2 separate regions of the Mus musculus genome follow, and region 1 is linked to region 2. Evidence: chromatin contacts called from public HiChIP or PLAC-seq data. All regions are on one chromosome and are shown on one strand. Each heading gives the region's core, a stretch centred on a gene start, on an enhancer-like site or on the middle of the called end of the contact. The rest is flanking DNA. Distances are from core to core; before and after follow the strand shown. Region 1 has its middle 11 kb from the start of Rbpms2. Region 2 overlaps Gm36538 (a long non-coding RNA gene).

Region 1 (3,224 bases), core at 527-3,026, 360 kb before region 2:
CCCTAGAGCTGGAGTTACAGGTGTTTATGAACCACCCGATGCAGGTGCTGCGAACTGAACTGGGGTCCACTGGAAGAGCAGCAAGCTCTCTTAACCGCTGAGCCATATCTCCAGCCCCCAGAATTAGTTTCTGAAAAAAAAGGCCAATTCCTGGGACACGTCCAAGAATACATTTAAATACCTAGTGCCCCAGCAACCAGCACCCTAGGACCTACTGAGATCCATTTGACTGCACCAAATACTTGAATTTCCACCAAGTGTCAGCTGGAAATTGGGGAGTTCAGTTTCCACACCAAGTCTCTCACTGCTGTACCTTCAGCGGTGATTCCAGCAGACTTTCCAGATGACACTTAGATGTGAGCATTTGAGTACTTCTCCACTGACTTCTCTTTGCTTTGGTTTGGGGTGGGGCAGGGAGTGTGTGTGTGTGTGTGTGTGTGTGTGTGTGTGTGTGTGTGTGTGTTTGAGATGGAGTTTCTCTGTAACAGCTCTGGCTGTCCTGGAATCCCATTTGTAGACCAGAACTTGCAGAGAACCTCCTGCCTCCCCAGTGTTCTAGGATTAAAGGAGTGAGCCACCATGCCCAGCTGTCTACTGACAGTTTTTGTTTTGTTTTGTTTTGTTATAAGAAGGCTAACACATACCTGGTTCTTTATTTTTTTAAAGTTTTTTTTTTTAAAGATTTATTTATTATTTATTATATGTATGTACACTGTAGCTGTCTTCGGACACCCCAGAAGAGGGCGTCAGATCTCATTACGGATGGTTGTGAGCCACCATGTGGTTGCTGGGATTTGAACTCCGGACCTTTGGAAGAGCAGTCAGGTGCTCTCACCCACTGAGCCATCTCACCAGCCCCTGATTTGTTTTTTTAAGACATAGTTTCTTTGTGTGGCCCTGGCTGTCCTAAAACTTGTTCTGTAGAGCAGGCTGGCCTCAAACTCAAAAGATCTATCTGCTCGTCACTGCCTATTGCCACTTGTCCATGAAATACTTTTTTTGTTTTGTTTTGTTTTGTTTTGTTTTGTTTTAGAAACAGAGTTTCTCTGTGTAGCCCTGGTTGTCCTGGAACTCACTTTGTAGACCAGGCTGGCCTCGAACTCAGAAATCCTCCTGCCTCTGCCTCCCAAGTGCTGGGATTAAAGACAGCCATGAATACTTAATGTTAAGCTTCAAGACAGAGATGGACCTGTACTTGGAATACTTAGGATTTGCTTCTGGGACTTTAGGCAAAAGAGTAGCAGCTCAGCCTCCGTTTCTTTATTTGTGAAATGGGCCTGGTACCTGTCTCACATGGTTCCTGTGTGGTCAAGGGCAGCTGTTCTCCAATGAATCCCATATCTGTCTCTCTGTGACTTCACTCAGGTTTCCATATATGATGGCCCTCAGACAGCAAGCCATTTTCCTAACATCTAACCATGATCCCTGTCACCCTAAAGCATAACTGTTTACTCTTCTGAACTAACAATAAAGGGGAGAAATATTTTGGGAGGAGGATTCTGCCAGATCCTTGAGAGTACAGCATCAGAGCAGCTGTGATAGCCTGTAGACAATGATGCTTTCCAGAGAAAAGATCTCTCCTGTGCCCTGCTAGTAGAAAGCCACCAACGCCGGCATCCAGCTGAATGCTGGGCTCTCATCTCTGAGCCCACCTACTACTCATCACTGCTCTGTGAGATGACTTTTTTGTTTTGCATTTGAAGTACAGAGAGGTCCCACCTACCACCTGTACAAGGATGTGGGACCACTGTGGGGACCAGGGCTTAAACCCAGGATGTTATGTGCACAGTCCTGAAACCAGAGTGCACAAAGGGAATTAAATCTGAACTGAGGAGTCTGGAGTGCAACTTGTGATCTTCCCCCAGGAGTCATCTCGAGAAAGACTTGCTAATTTCTTGTCTTAGGACAGACAATAACCTCCTTGTTTACAATCTCCTTCTGTGAATATATGCTTTCTTTTTTTCTATTTTGAGAAGACAGTGTTTCCATTTGAATAACACCTACAAGTAGGTTAGGGATGGCCTGCTTGGGCTGCATGAAACTGGTCTCAAAAACAAAAAACCAAACCAGTTCCAGCAAGTGAAAACTGCACCGAAAAACGTTGAAAACAATTTGAGCTGACTACAGTGGCCCACCCCTCTAATCCCAGTACTCCAAAAACTAAGACAGGAGGATTACAGGTTTGAGGCTAACCAGGATGTATGTATAAGACCATCACAAAGAGTTAAATACATGCTCACATGTAACCATATTCTGATGACGTAGTAGTTCAGTGCTAAGAGCATTTGCCTTACATGTGCAAGGCCCTGGATTTGATTCCCAGTGCCAACAAAGCAAAATAAACTACCTATGATCCAATAATTCCAATGCTAGTATATGTTCCAAATAATTGCTAAACATGTTCTCTTCAAGCAAAACCCCATATGTGAGTATTCATATTAGTGAAACAACCCAAATTTTGCCACTTAACAAACTTGTCAACAAAAGGATCAATGTGAACACTCTGAAAAAAAAAACATGGGAAGTGAAAAAAGCCAGAGTCAAAAGGTCACATTGCATGAGTCCGTTTGTAAAGAATACCCAGAAAGGCAAGATGCATGTTAGGGTTTGGTGAGCGCTAAGGAGATGGGAGCTAGGAGTGCTTGGCATAGGGTTTATTCTGGTGCAATGACAGTGTGCTTCAGCAAGACCAAAGATAAACACCAGTGCTCATCCTGAGACTCTACAGTTGAACATAATTAACACAGGACCATCGAGATGACCAATGGGGAAAGGCACTCGCTGTTTAGCCTGATGATGACCCACGTCCACTCCCTGGGACCCACAAGGTGGAAGAAGAGAACACACTCATATGAGTTTTCTCTACAGGCGCTGATTGGCATGCGCATACCTATAATCACACATACAATAATAATAAAATGAAATTTTAAGAAGAAAAAAGATTAATTTTCTGTTAAGTGAATGTTATTCAGTCTAGCAAAAGTAAAATTGATCCCTAAAACAGAATCCATTGAATTAAATCTTCCAGTCCCTAGTCTTGTCTTCTGCAACACTTACAAGTTTCTGGGGCTCTGGAAACACAGACATTTGTGTGTATAGTTTTGATGTAAATGGTAGTAATTGCATACATTGTATCTTTTTTGGTTGGTTGGTTGGTTGGTTTTCCAGACAGGGTTTCTCTGTATAGCCTTGTTTGTCCTGGAATTCATCTGTAGACCAGGCTA
Region 2 (3,367 bases), core at 536-3,035:
ACAGTTCCCCAGAATCTTGGGAATTGGCTCTGTCTGTTGGGAAGAGTCCCTCCCTCCCTATTCTCCCCCTATAGGCAATGGGGACATCTAGTTCCCTACTAGCACATGCCTTTAACACATATTGACGTCTCCAGCCTAGCTCCCAGCTTCCTCAGGCCACAAACCTCCCCTACCACTACTCTAACCTCCAGACTGTTCCATATTACAGATACAGGGGAGGGCTCCCCTGAAGTACTTCTCTCTAAAACTAGCAAGGCTTCCTCCCACTTTCCAGTGTTCTTTCTGCCTCACCTCTCCTTGGGGAAACGTGGTGCCTTCGGGTTTGTTTTTCCTACTGAGGGAACACTGGAAGGAGAACCCAAGTGGGGAAGCTCCAGGCATTAAAACTAGAAGTTACAGAGACTGGAGAGATAGCTTGGTTGGTAAAGTGCTGTCTCACAAGCCCAAGCACCCGAGTTTGACCCCGAGAATCCACATAAAAAGCCAGGCGTGTCAGGGCATGCTTGTAATCCCAGAGATGGTACGATGAGGGGGTGGAGACAGGCAGATGCCAAAAGCTTGCTGGCCAGCCAGCCTAACCTACTTAGTGACATTCTAGGACAATAAGAGGCCTTGCCTCAGATAAAAAGTGGAAGGAACTTAAGCCAGGTGTGGTGTCTCACACCTTTAATCCCAGTACTTGGGAGGCAGAAGCAGGTGGGTCTCTATAAATTCAAGGCCAGCTTCACTCAGATTCAAAGTGAAACCCTGTCTCAAAAGACTAAAGACGCAGGAGGAGGAGACAGAGGCTGCAACTGAAGTTGCCCTCTGACCTCCACAGGCACGTGCACACTCATGCTCAAATGCTCTCTCTCTCTCTCTCTCTCTCTCTCTCTCTCTCTCTCTCTCTCTCTCTCTCTCTCTCTCACACACACACACACACACACACACACACAATTTATGCATGCCTGCATACATTCATGTACTCCTTTACCGAGAAGAGCCTTGGACGTGACTAGAGCTAGGCAAGTACTCTCCCACCAAGCCACAAGCCTCTGATTTTAGAAACAGGTTCTCATGCTCCTGATTAGGCTGGCCTCGAACTCACATTCCTCCTACCCTGCCTCCCATGTGCTGGGATTACAGGTGTGCATCACCACTTCCAACACTTCTTTCCTGTCTAATTTTTCTCCTTTGCAACTTTGTAAAATATATTATCTTTTTTTTTTTAAGATTTATTTATTTATTTATTATATGTAAGTACACTGTAACTGTCTTCAGTAACTGTCTTCAGACGCACCAGAAGAGGGCATCAGATCTCATTATGGGTGGTTGTGAGCCACCATGTGGTTGCTGGGATTTGAACTTCGGACCTTCGGAAGAGCAGGCGGGTGCTCTTACCCACTGAGCCATCTCACCAGCCCTAATATATTATCTTTTAAAAGTTTACCTGTAGTGTTTGTTTGAATGTGCACATGCCACATAGTATGTGTGTGGAAGCCAGAGGACTGTGGGTTAAAAGGTGGCCCGTGTCTGCCCTGGGGCTGGGCAGTATTGATTGTGCTTTTCCCACACCAGCGCAGGGTGGGTGTTGGGCTATGAGAAGCTGGGGGACCCCGCTCCAGGGGTGAGGGAGCGCAGTCTGAGGTCCCCAGGGACTGCTGGAGTTGACTTGGGGGTCCCTGACCTGCACGGAGGCTGGAGATGTCAGGTTCTCAGACTCTTGGGCACCCCAGACACCACTGGATGCCTCAGAAGAGCTAAGAACAGAATGGGGGCCCGAGGCTGGATCTAGCCCAGGGCTGAGGGGGAAGGGCGGGGAGAGAGTTCTGACTGGATCCCTCGGGGATGAGCGTCCTTGGCTTGCTCCATGGGCGGCTTGGCTTGGTGGAGACCATGGCTGGGAGCGCTGAGGCCTTTTGCAAGAGACCAGACACAGCTCTTTAGATGAAGGCCTGCTCCTTTGCTCCCCACAGGCAGGTCCCGATGAGAAGAGACAGTTCCTGGTTTTAAAGCATTTATTGTCATGGCAAAGAGTTGTGATGAGTGAAACCGTACCCCCCTTTCTCAGGGCAGGCCTAAGGTTAAATGCCTTTTGCAGGGAGGAGTGTCTGGGAGGGGGATTTTATTGGCTAAGCCTCCAGGCCTTTAGGTACCTCATTAAAATGGAGATCTGCCTTGAGGCTACACCTACTGGTAGAGGGGTTTGGGGCAGGGCTTGGGGGCGTTGCCCTTATGTGACTGATGGCCACAGAATTATGGAGAGCTGAGGCCTTGTGTCAGGAGTGTGGCAAATGCCTACTGTCCCTTGCAGGGGTCACCTATGGGGTCACCGGGGTTTAAAACCTAGCTCAACCAGAAACCAGGCTGCCTGTCATGGTCCCACAGAGGCCAACCTCAGGTGTCTCTCCTACTCTTCTATCTTGTTTTAAGATAGGGTCTCAGGACTGCAGAGATGGCTCATTGGTTAAAAGCACTTGCTGCTATTTCAGTAGACATGGGTTCAGTACCCAAGACCACATGATAGAAGGAGGAGTCTCCCACAAGTCCTTCCCTGACTTCTTCATGTGTGCACCCACACAATATATAAATGTGAAAACACACACACACAAAAATATTTAAACTGAGCATAGTGGCACACACCTATAATCCAAGTACTTGGATAGCAGAGACAAATATATCTCTATGAGTTCAAAGCTTGCCTGGTCTACAAATCAAATTCCAGGCCAGGCAGGGCTATTTAGAGTGAGTCCCGATTTCAAAAAGCAAACAAACAAAACACAATGAAGATCTGATAGCCCTTTTTTGGGGGGGGGGGCTGTTTATTCGTTTCCTTCCTTCTTTCTTTTTTTCCCATCTTTAATTCTATAACCTAGGCCACCCTGAAACTTGTGGGAACGCTCCTGCCTCAGCTCCCTAAGAGCTGTGATTAAGTGTATAGCTACCACATCAGCAGATGTCATAGTGGGGTTTTTTTTTTTAATTTTGTTTTGGGATTTTTCAAGGTAGGGTTTCTCTGTGTAGTAGCCCTGGTTGTCCAGGAACTTACTCTGTAGACCAGACTAGTCCTGAACTCAGAGATTTGCCTATCTCTTTAACCCCAAGTGCTGGGATTAAAGGTCTACACTACCACTGCCCCAAACATATTTCATGTTTCTTCACCATAGTAAAAAGTAAAATTATAGAAATAAATAAATATGTTCTTAAAGCAAAAGGTGCTTTCATTGTTCAGATTGCTGTGAGGTTATGAATATTTTCGGCTTGAATATTTCTTGCTTTCCTGCCAGTCCACATGTCTATTTTTTATAGTTTTTTTTTCTTTTATCCAGAATTATTTCCAGAAGGAAGTAGGATCTATTTCTTGACCTAAAAACTGAAACAATTGGAC

What was found. HiChIP or PLAC-seq counts read pairs in DNA pulled down with a chosen protein or histone mark.
Region 1: a contact with region 2 is called in an H3K27ac HiChIP or PLAC-seq map of embryonic stem cells, with 5 read pairs. The contact joins two enhancer-like sites. A contact is called at or near these places in 1 of 39 promoter capture datasets (hematopoietic stem and progenitor cells), 1 of 115 datasets of contacts at active chromatin or transcription factors (embryonic stem cells) and 1 of 9 other capture datasets (adipose tissue).

The regions. Positions count from the first base shown.
Region 1 is chr9:65,618,218-65,621,441 of GRCm38.p6, reverse strand. No RefSeq gene overlaps it. Among named protein-coding and RNA genes, the nearest start is that of Rbpms2, 11 kb to the left of the region's middle. Within about 2 kb of position 1,776, at least 4 of the 459 cell types and tissues checked have an H3K27ac peak or open chromatin away from gene starts, as enhancers often do. A contact at or near this core is called in embryonic stem cells, where this site is marked.
Region 2 is chr9:65,254,854-65,258,220 of GRCm38.p6, reverse strand. The region is part of intron 2 of Gm36538 (a long non-coding RNA gene); the gene reads left to right. Among named protein-coding and RNA genes, the nearest start is that of Cilp, 8.6 kb to the left of the region's middle. Within about 2 kb of position 1,785, at least 16 of the 459 cell types and tissues checked have an H3K27ac peak or open chromatin away from gene starts, as enhancers often do. A contact at or near this core is called in embryonic stem cells, where this site is marked.